Regions from separate parts of the Mus musculus genome. Here all the other regions are linked to region 1. A link is a contact called in public HiChIP or PLAC-seq and promoter capture Hi-C data. All regions are on one chromosome and are shown on one strand. Each heading gives the region's core, a stretch centred on a gene start, on an enhancer-like site or on the middle of the called end of the contact. The rest is flanking DNA. Distances are from core to core; before and after follow the strand shown.

Region 1 (3,183 bases), core at 323-2,822:
GTGGGGACTCTCCACCTCAGATAATGTATGGCTCTCCTGTGGCAGGCTGGCAGCAGTTAGGGTATTAGCTCTTGTCCTTCGAACAGTATTTGCTCACAGGATTGACTGCTGTTCAGCCGAGGGCAACACCTGAAGGCAGGCGCAGAGTGTAGTTTGCTCCCCACCCAAAATTCAACCCGGTGGCAAACAATGTGGTTGATAAATGTTTACAGAGTAAAAGGTCAGTCCCCTGGGCTCTTGTTTTTACTGAAGGGAGGGAAAAAGGAAGAAAGCAAAACCCTCCTCCCTCAGAGTTCAAGGACTGACATCCTGATGGGAGTCAGCCCAACTGGCTCCAGGAAACTTATGTCAAACATCATGGCACACCACCAGCACCCCAAAGCTTCGCGGTAACCTACTAGATCTCTCCTAGACGGAGGATGCAGAACTGGGAACAGGGAGCTTCCTTTGACACCTTCTTCCACATAACAGAAAACTCGATGTCACTCCTTTAACTGGTGATCCCAAAGGACAGGGCACTGCGGAGTTCAAGCGTTTAGATCTAATCACCCCTCCCTTTCCACCACACCCCCCCCCATCTGCCCAGCATCCTTGCCACACCCAAAGGGAAAACAGTGGAGTGGTAGGGGCAAGTAAGTCTTCCGAACTTGGTGATAGTGGCGGTGGCCATAAGGAGATGGACCCAACACAAGGGAGACAAGAAGTTACGAGAGAGATGTGGAAGAAGGCAACTACATCCTGTCACACACCCACAACCACACCTCAGCCCCAGGGGCAAACCCGTCCCCAGTCCCCACTTCTTCTCGGGGGATGCTTGTTCGGGAAAGTCCTCCCATCCCCACATAGTCTGCACCACGGTTCACCCCTCCTCCACTTCTGTATCACTCCGGTATCATTTTGCAGTCTCCGGAGCTGGTTCCACCGACTCCTCAGCCGACCCGTCTGACAACCTCCTTAGCGGGTATCTTTACGGTTTCCCATCTCATAGAAGGAACGCAGACACGTTTACAGATCCAGGGCGCCACACACACAGCTCGAAAGTGGCCGGGGCTGGAGCCGGCATCACCGTGGGAGCAGAACTCTTGGAGGTGGTGACCCCACCCAACCCGTCACGCGCCCTTTCTCCGGGGGTCCAACCCACGAGCAAGTGTTCCTGCTGCGCAAGTGGAAGGCAGCCTCCACCCCACACTCACACAGGTGCAAGCACCGCCCGGGGAGTCCTGCTTAGGCTAAGGACATCCCAGACCTGCGTCCCCGCAAAGTTGTGCGGGAGCGCGAACCCGGAGAGAGGGATCACCCGGCCCGGCCCCAGTGGAGAGCAGAGGACCAAAGACCCTATTGCCACCCGGCGAGCACGCCCCCAACCAACCCGGACCGCGCGCTCCCACGGCCATGCGGGACGCACGTGTCGCCGGCCCACAGCCTCACCCCAATCGCCAGTAGCAGCCCCCACGCCCGCGCCATCCCCGCCGCCTCCTGCCGTCTGCACCCGGCTCCCGCGCACGCCTGCCAGCTCCACCTCGGCCAACAGCTACGGCCACTTCACAGCCGCTCCCCGCCTCCGAGTTCCCGGTGCCACGTCTGCCAAAGCATGCGCACCAGGCTAGGAGAGGCGGCCCGGGAAGGAGCCTGCCGGGAGTTGTAGTTCACGAGAAGCTCGGGATGCCTCTGCCTCGGACTTTGCCTGAGGACGCAGAGTAGCAGCTGTGAGGATGGGGGGCAGGGAGGCTGGGGAGTAGGGACAGTTGTTCACTAAGGAGCCTTGCTCTGTGCCCGCAGAATCAGAACCAACAACTCACTCTGCCCCCAGAAGTTAGTTTCCCCACCCCGAGGATTAGCAGGCAACCCAGAGAATTCCAGTCATTTGACTGTAGGTACTAATTGTAAAGTCTATGATGGCCTGTGGAGGATGGAAAATGCCATCTGCTCCCGAGGCTTTTTTTTTCCCCTTGACAAAACATTATTGAGGTGTCGGGAAAACAATTTAGAGAGCCCAAAAAATATTAAGTATAGATCACCACACTATCCCCTTACTCCTTAACCATATACTCAAAAGAATCGAAAAGTGTGTTCAAGTAGTACTAGCACACCAATGTTCCTAGCAGCGCTGTTTATGATAGTCAAAGAAGAAAGAAAGGAAGAAAGAAAGAAAGAAAGAAAGAAAGAAAGAAAGAGTGAGTCTAAATATCCTCAAAAGACAAATACAGAAAATGTGATATACACCGGTACAACGGAATACTATTCATCCAATAAAAAGAAATTCACACAACCATGTTAACAAATATCAAAAATATATGATGCTGATTCTTAAAAAGCCAAATGCAAAATGTTGTATATTGTATGATTGCATTTATATAAAATATACAAAAATTGGAAAAAATGGTTTTGGTTTTGTTTTTTTTTTTTTGGTTTGTTTGTTTGCATTTTGTGTAAACAGATTACTCTGACCTGGGGAATGGAGGAAAGGAATTTCAGTTCAGAAATCCATTGATGAGGATGAAAATCTTTCAGAGCTAGATAAAAGGGGAAGCAGCACAGCATTATGAATGTATTAAATGCCACCAAACTGTATCATTTAAATAGTTAATTGATGTTAAATGAATGCTAATTACCTGAACAAAAAATGTAAAATGGGAGCTGGACAATGGGTACATTATTTAGGAGCACTTGCTGCTGTTGGCTCCCACATAGCAACTAACAACCATCCTGTAACCCCAATTCCAGGGTATCTGATCTCCAAGGGCACAAGATATGATTGTGGTACTCCTACATATGGGTAGGGTGGTGCACGCCTTTAATCCCAGCACTCGGGAGGTAGAGGCAGGCGGATTTCTGAGTTCGAGACCAGCCTGGTCTATAAAGTGAGTTCCAGGACAGCCAGGGCTATACAGAGAAACCCTGACTCGAAAAACCCAAAAAACAAACAAACAAAAACCAACAACAAAAAAAAAAAAAAAAAACACCCATAGACATAAGACAGGTCTTTTATGTACAACAAAACAAAAAATCCTCTTTTGAATCCTCTTTGTCACGCGCACCATCAGCTTGTCACTTCATTTAGGAATGTTTGTTGGACAACTACTCCGTCATAAGGATGCAAATGGAGAATAATAAAATGGACAGAGGAAGTGCACATTGAGGAGTTGGGAGATATTCCCTGAATAAACGTTGCCAGCTGTCTAA
Region 2 (3,344 bases), core at 635-3,134, 530 kb before region 1:
GGGACATACTTCCTCTAGCTAGTCCACACCTCCTAATTCTCCTCAAACAACCACCAACTAGGAAGCAAGAACTTGTGGGGGGACATCTGATTCAAGCCTGCAAATCCCCACCTGGGATCAAGGCCACTTCCTCTTACTTTCAGGGGTCGGAGCACGGAGACTGCATCATGTACACACTCCAGGCTATGCTCTGGTGCCCCTAGACGGAGGTATCAGTGACCTTCAGAACTTTTATCCTTCTCTGGAGACACGTTCCCCGTTGCCATCCCCCTGCCCCCTCCCCACTCCCAGGACACACACAAAGCCCTTAGGCCTCTAGCTTCACTGAGAACTACGAGGCATTAGACTCCTCTGAACTTGGTGGCCTCCAGACCTCCAGGTACCTGTACACCATGCCATCAATGGCTCCTGTACCTTGAGGAGGGTTCTTTTCTTTGGTCCAGTTCCCAGGTTCTCAGGACTCCACCATCCTCAGCTCACTCAGCTTTTCATCCCCCGCTTGTTCCAACAGCACAGGCATTACCCCACCCCCACCCCCTGCATCGATTGGCCTTCCTGCAGTGCTCTGCTTTCTGTGCCCCAGCCCCTGGGCTAACCCGGTGGCAGAGCAGCCTCACCCCTTGGCCTCTGGCCCTCTGCAGCTACCTGCCCCTTAATCCCATGTTGCTTGGTCTAGAGAGACTGTTTCTCTAAGGTCACTGTGATTGCTAACCCTAAGTTCTTCCCCTTTCTATATCTCTGAGTTCCCAGTAAGCTGAACCCCTATTTAGACCGAGTCTCAAGATTTGGTGTTGCCTTCTTTCCTAGTAACTGTTTTTACGTTCCGATCTGTCTTCTGACACATCTAAATCGCTTTCTATGTGGCTTCCTCCCATGGGTGATGCTCACTGTTTTCCCTCGGTCATGGTTCCCCTTGTGGCAGATGCATATAGTACAGTAGAGGGACACAAGAAGGTGCAGCTAGGGGGACAGTAGACTGTGTTGTATGCCTGTGTGGGCCTCCATATATGGGGCTCCTGAAAGACTTTGGCCTGGTATTTAATTGCATACACATTAGATTTGAGTAGGTTTTCCAGTCAATCTTGGCTTTCAAGCTTACAGGGTTTCAATTAGACAAAGGGGCTCCTTTGGGTTCAGTGTGAAGACTAGTCCCCAACTTCACAGCAGGGCTCACACCTACAGAACAAAAGAGTGTTAGAAAGGATTCATGAGCCACAGCGGGGATCTGAGGAATGTCCCAAGCATGAAGTTGGCAGTTGGAGAGGACTCAGAGGCTCTCTTAGTGCTGTCACTCTGTGGTCCCTAACTTTGGTCCCAGTCTTCCTTCTCCATCTTTATCTCCTATCCTCACCTTAGGCCCAAAGTGGATAGGTATGTCTCCAGCCATGCAGAAGGGAAACTAAGGGAAGAACTCATTTCAGACTCTCAAAAGCCTGCCCTCCAGATGTGCCCATGGCCTGTGGATGGCTAAAGAGTGAAGAATCTCTCTAAGACAGAGAAACCTCTTCCTCAGCCTTCCCATCTATCTGCCCCTGTGTGGGGTCAACAACTTTAAACTGCCTTTCTGAAACCAGTGCCCCCTACCCCAATCGGGGCCACCCCGGGCCGTGCCACACTCCCCTTCCCCCAGCCCCACTGCGGGAGCTGCAGTTCTGACCTTTTATGGTTGAGTTTCTCATTCTCCACTGCCGGTGCTGACAGGGCCATCGGTGTGGCTGCCTGCCAGCTGGCAGGAGCAACATGTTAAATGCCGTCCTAGGAGGGGAATGGAATGGGGAGCAGGCTCTCTGTCTGCCTCCCCCACCCCAGAGCTAAGAATAGAATCGCTCAATAAAATGAGGACTCGTATTGATGGCCACAGCACAGCTACATCCATTCAAAGCCCATGAATTTAGACTTAGGCCAAAGTAAACCAGGATTAACCTGATTTACCTGTGTGTCTCCAGGGACATCTGCATATTATCTGATTGGGGTTTATTAAGTAGATATAAACACAAATGAGATAAAGTAGATATTGTTCCACCTATTCTGGACAGTTTTCAAGCACTTGAAACGCATCCACTTGATGGGCCGACTAAATAAGGCCACTTAAAAGTGACTTGTGCTCCTTAGCTGCAGAAGTCTCTTGTGGCATATTCTCTGAAGAGCTGCCTTCTTTTCAGATCACTCAAGAGTCTCATTTTCAAATCAACAAAAGCTAGCCCTTCCCCCCCCCCAAGTTGGTTTAAGTGAGGGATACTTAGCTATTTCCGAGGCTAATTATTGTATTTTAAGAAGCAGCATAAGAATGAGGTTTGCAGCCTGGCCTGGGCCTGCGCCTGCGCCTTCTGGGCTGTTCTGTGTGACCTGGGAGAGGATGAGGGAGGAGCAGGGGATCCAGATGGATTCTTTAATGTCACTCACCCAACACAAGAATAACAGGCCTCCTCCTAACTCTAAGGGAGAAAAACAAAGTATCAAGAACCCAACCTACACCAACTACATTCTGAGTTTAAAGCTGATGTGATTTGGAAGGGCTGGAGATACGCCTTAGAGATTCCCGGCTTACCAGTGTAAGCATGACACTAGCTTGGTCTCATTCTGCCTGACAGCATAGAAAGGACGGAACCCTGTCTGGATGCACAGGGTTGTGGGACTCTCCTGTGGCTTTGTCCATGACTAGTGAGTGTTCCGGCTTGCTCTGATAATGCACCCTGACTAAAAGCAACATAGGGAGAAAAGAGTGGATTGGCTCACAATTCTGGCTTACAGTCCACCATCTCAGGGCTAGGCTAGGCTAGAACTCAGGTCGCTAGTCATTTCACATTCATGGCCAAGAGCCGAGAGACCAAATGCATCGCGGTGTGCTCTCTTGCTCTCAGTTAGCTTACTCCCCTCATACTATCCGGTTTGCCCTGCCTAGGGAATCTACAGCCACAATGGCCTGAGTCTTCCTGCCTCAGATAACAGTCAAGACATTCCCCATAGATACACCCACAGGCCAACCTGATCTGTGTAATTCCTTGTTAAGGCTTTCTTCCCAGTTGATTCACGGTTGTATCAGACTGACAGTTAAAACTAACCAGCACCGTGAATTCAGCCTCAGCCTCAGCCTCTTAGAGCCTCTTTCCAAGCGTGTGCCGTAGTTTAGGCCAGTAGCTGTTGGATTCAGGATCAGTGCTTGGCCATCTCTGCAGGCCCAGCCCAGACAGACATGGTGTGGGCAAACACAAAGAGGGCAAAGGGAAGCCGGGCTGTTGGGAAGCATCACAGACAAGGTTCTCTGGTTTCCCAGCAGTAGCCACCCTCTACTGAGCACAAACTCTTGCAGCTGGAAGGATTTCCCATTCTGCCAGCCATGTCTC
Region 3 (3,369 bases), core at 535-3,034, 710 kb before region 1:
GGGTGGAGTAGGGGGACATGTTCTCTCATGCCTCTCATCAGCTTTGCTCCAGAAAAAGTGAACTTTTTTTTCTTTTGGTTGCTCCCAAGTGTCATGAAACTTGGGAATAGATGGAATTATTGGCAGATTGAAAAGTTAGCTTAGAATGAGCCTTTCTACACGTACTCTTAAATGCTCAGTAGCTCCGTTTCATGTTTTCTTGTGACTTCAAGACCTTTGAAAGAAGGAATATGAAGAGTCCATGGAACAGGGAAGTACTAATGATTGTAGCCAGGAGAGGCTTATTCTAGGCCTGAGAGTGGGAGTGATGGAATGTCCAGGGGCCTGGCCCTGACTGGGTCTATCTAAGGTGTGGTGGCTCTGAGAATAGAGGAGAGGCATGGTGAGCTTAGAGGCCTCTCTAGCTGGCAGATCATGGAAAGTGACTAGAGAGGATGTGGTACCAGCTCCACACGTGTGGAAAGAGGAGCTAAGGTCAAGGAATTCTCCGCCAGCAGCAGAAGAGCTGAGCTTCCGCTTTGTCTTCCGTCTGACTTAGCACAGAAGAGAAGCAGAAATGCCCATCCTGACTGTGTCCACTTGGTCTTGTGGCCAAATAGGACAAAGTTGGTGCTTCCTGCCAGATGGATGGAGTATCCAGCCAGGAGACCGAGGTAGGCCCAGCCATTGCATTCCTCTAAGAGCCCAGTTACTCACAGTTCTTTAGAATGTGCCTCAAAGTAGGAAGGAAGCCATCAACTCTGTGTGAAGGAGCCCTCTGGGGCTCCTTTGTGCTTCATTAAGGGACCTCACAAGGATCTTTCATTCTGTAGCCTCCTGGCTTCCCATATGCCATGATGAGAGCCCATTTCCCTTTAGGTTTGCCCTTCATAAAGTAGCATAGCTCAGGAAAGGTAGAAACAAGCTACAGAGGGCAAAATCCACGAACCTGCACTTTGAGAGAAATGGGTCTTCTAAAGGCATTAGTTTCCCGCGTAAAAATGTAAAATTTGCCTCCAGAAGGAGCAAAGGTCTCTGAAGAAAGGAGACGAGAGACCTTTAGTGTCCTGGACTTGATGGAGTGGGTGGACTCTGTCGGCTGCCTTGATGTGAATTCTAGAGAAACAAAGAACAGAGGCCCAGTCTGTCAGAGGGACACTTGCCTCTGAGGCCATTCTTCTTCCACACTGTATTATTTTCTTTTAGCTCTGTCAGCCCTTTATCCGTGGCAGTGTCTCTCAAGCCAGGCCTCAGCTTACCCAGGCAACTTCTCCAGAAGACCCTGTCATCCATCTATACCTTCACTGCCTGGAGGTGGCACCCAAAGCCCTTCTCCCTCACCCTCGTCAGAACCAAAGCCCTTCTCCCTCACCTGTGCCAGACCCCTTTCCAGTCCTTCATCCTGACCAGAATACTGCCCATCAGTCTTCCATGGTGAAGAAGGCTCTTCTTGGAACTGTTGTTTCTGAACTCCAAGTTTGTAGCACCCCTTACTATCACCTGTGAGACTTCCTTGAGCACAAGGTAATGTTCCTGGCTGCTCTTATACTCTTTGACATGTCTGTCTCTGATTGGTTTGTCTTTCCTTTCTCCTTTTTTTTCCTTTTCTTCTCCCCACCCCTGTGGCTTCTGAGCTGCAGTTCAGAACATTCCCTGGTACGTGCAGGGCCGGAAGCAGTTCTCCAGGCCCTTCCCTGGCCCTCCTACCAGTTACCACAGCCGACCACAGAGAAGGCACTGGTGAGTCAGCAGGGCTTAAGTACTGCTGCTGTTGACCATTCTGCCTCAGGATCCTGGAGAGCTGTAGAGGGGAACTCGTGTCTCTGCCTGGGTTTCCAAGAGAGCCTTTATGTGAAAGCATGTCTGGCCAGTTACCTGGGAAGGTGAGAGTACAATGATTTTTTTAGAATTACTTGTTGGCCTTGGCTTAGCCAGTAAAAATTTAGAGTCAATGAGAAGTGTCATTGGGAGCAGCCAGGACAAAATCTGAAAGGGTGGAGGGGTGGGGAGGGGGCTTCCAGCTTCTGCTAGAGATTATTCATGCATGAGTCCTGAAACTTCCCCTCCCGACTTTCCAGGGCACCCCTCTGATGAACTCTGCCCAATTTTGAATTCTCTTTTGTCTTTGTAGGGAGGCAGACCTCCTTGGTTTGGAGGATATAGTGGGACCCTGTTACTGAGCCTATAACCACAGCTGGTTGTATGTCAGTGAGCTGTTTCAGGTTGCCTGAGAGAACACACACACACACACACACACACACACACACACACACACACAGATCGCAGATGTGCTCGCCTTCTGTTTATGGAGAAGGCTCTTGTAGTAACAGACACAGAGAAAGCCTGTTGAACACAGATGGTACCTTTTGTGGCCAGTTGTACAGTAGCAAATATTCTCAGGTTTCAAAACCATGGGTCATCCTTTGGTATTTTGTGTATATAACCTGTGTCATGTACATATATAACTTTCTATTGTTTCCACGGTGAGGGAGGTGAGTTCCCTTTGCCACCTTAGGTTCTACCTTATTTTTGAGACAAGATCTCTTTCTGAGGGGCTGGCAAGATGGCTCAGTGGTTAAGAGCGCCGACTGCTCTTCCGAAGGTCCTGAGTTCAAATCCCAGCAACCACATGGTGGCTCACGACCAGCTGTAACGAAATCTGATGCCCTTTTCTGGAGTATCTGAGGACAGCTACAGTGTACTTACATATAATAAATAAATAAATCTAAAAAAAAAAAAAAAAAAAAAGATCTCTTTCTGACCCTGGAGCTCCACATTCTCTCTAGACTACTAGACTAGCTGGCCATCAAGTCCCAGAGATCCTCCTATCTCTGCTTTCCCAGAGCTGGGCTTATGGTGCACACCCCTGGGCCTAGGTTTGACATGGGTACTGGGGATTGACCTGAGGCTCTGGGGTTTATGTAGCAAGCACTTTACTGACTATAGATTGTAAATCATGTCCTCTAGATAGCAATCAAACGGTCCCTGAGAAGTTTGGAAAGTCATGTCTTCACCTAGGGCCAGGATGTCCCAAATCCCATTCCTTTGACCAGTAACCAGAGTCCTACAGGCTCAGTTCCCGGTATTACAAGCTGCTGACTGTGAGGCAGGGGTTCATCTTCAATGACCTTCAGTGTTCTCTGGGACCTAACTGCCTAACAATAGCACATCAAACCGCAGTTGCAAATGCTTCATTGTTAATTCTTTTTCTTATGGCAGCACACGTATTTTTCTAGACTTTGTTACTTGCTAATTCGTATTTAAATATGGAATTTAGTTCTATCTCTTTCCGAGGTAAGCATTTTCTCTGAGCTATTTTGTAGAGAGTTAATGTGCTCCTCTGTAGGTTTCACATTGTCTTGCTCTTTTGTATTGCTCCTTACATTGAGA

The links. Promoter capture Hi-C pulls out the DNA fragments that hold promoters and counts their contacts. HiChIP or PLAC-seq counts read pairs in DNA pulled down with a chosen protein or histone mark.
Region 2: a contact with region 1 is called in a promoter capture Hi-C map of liver, with 2.9 times the contacts expected there. The contact joins the promoter of E130310I04Rik here to the promoter of Pdia5 in region 1. A contact is called at or near these places in 8 of 39 promoter capture datasets (the 3T3-L1 cell line, 3T3-L1-derived adipocytes, embryonic stem cells and 4 more), 2 of 115 datasets of contacts at active chromatin or transcription factors (embryonic stem cells and stem cell-derived neural progenitor cells) and 1 of 9 other capture datasets (embryonic stem cells).
Region 3: a contact with region 1 is called in a FOXA1 HiChIP or PLAC-seq map of pancreatic cancer cells. The contact joins the promoter of Mylk here to the promoter of Pdia5 in region 1. A contact is called at or near these places in 1 of 115 datasets of contacts at active chromatin or transcription factors (pancreatic cancer cells) and 1 of 9 other capture datasets (embryonic stem cells).

Annotation. Positions count from the first base shown.
Region 1 is chr16:35,489,301-35,492,483 of GRCm38.p6, forward strand. It overlaps Pdia5 (protein disulfide isomerase associated 5), which reads right to left and starts at 1,573. Exons shown (of 17, transcript NM_028295.1): 1 at 1,429-1,573. The coding sequence starts at 1,464.
Region 2 is chr16:34,957,110-34,960,453 of GRCm38.p6, forward strand. It overlaps E130310I04Rik (RIKEN cDNA E130310I04 gene), which reads right to left and starts at 1,885. Exons shown (of 4, transcript NR_045723.1): 1 at 1,658-1,885. All of the region lies in intron 21 of Mylk (myosin, light polypeptide kinase), which reads left to right.
Region 3 is chr16:34,783,166-34,786,534 of GRCm38.p6, forward strand. It overlaps Mylk (myosin, light polypeptide kinase), which reads left to right and starts at 1,785. Exons shown (of 32, transcript NM_139300.3): 1 at 1,785-1,862. The coding sequence starts at 1,839.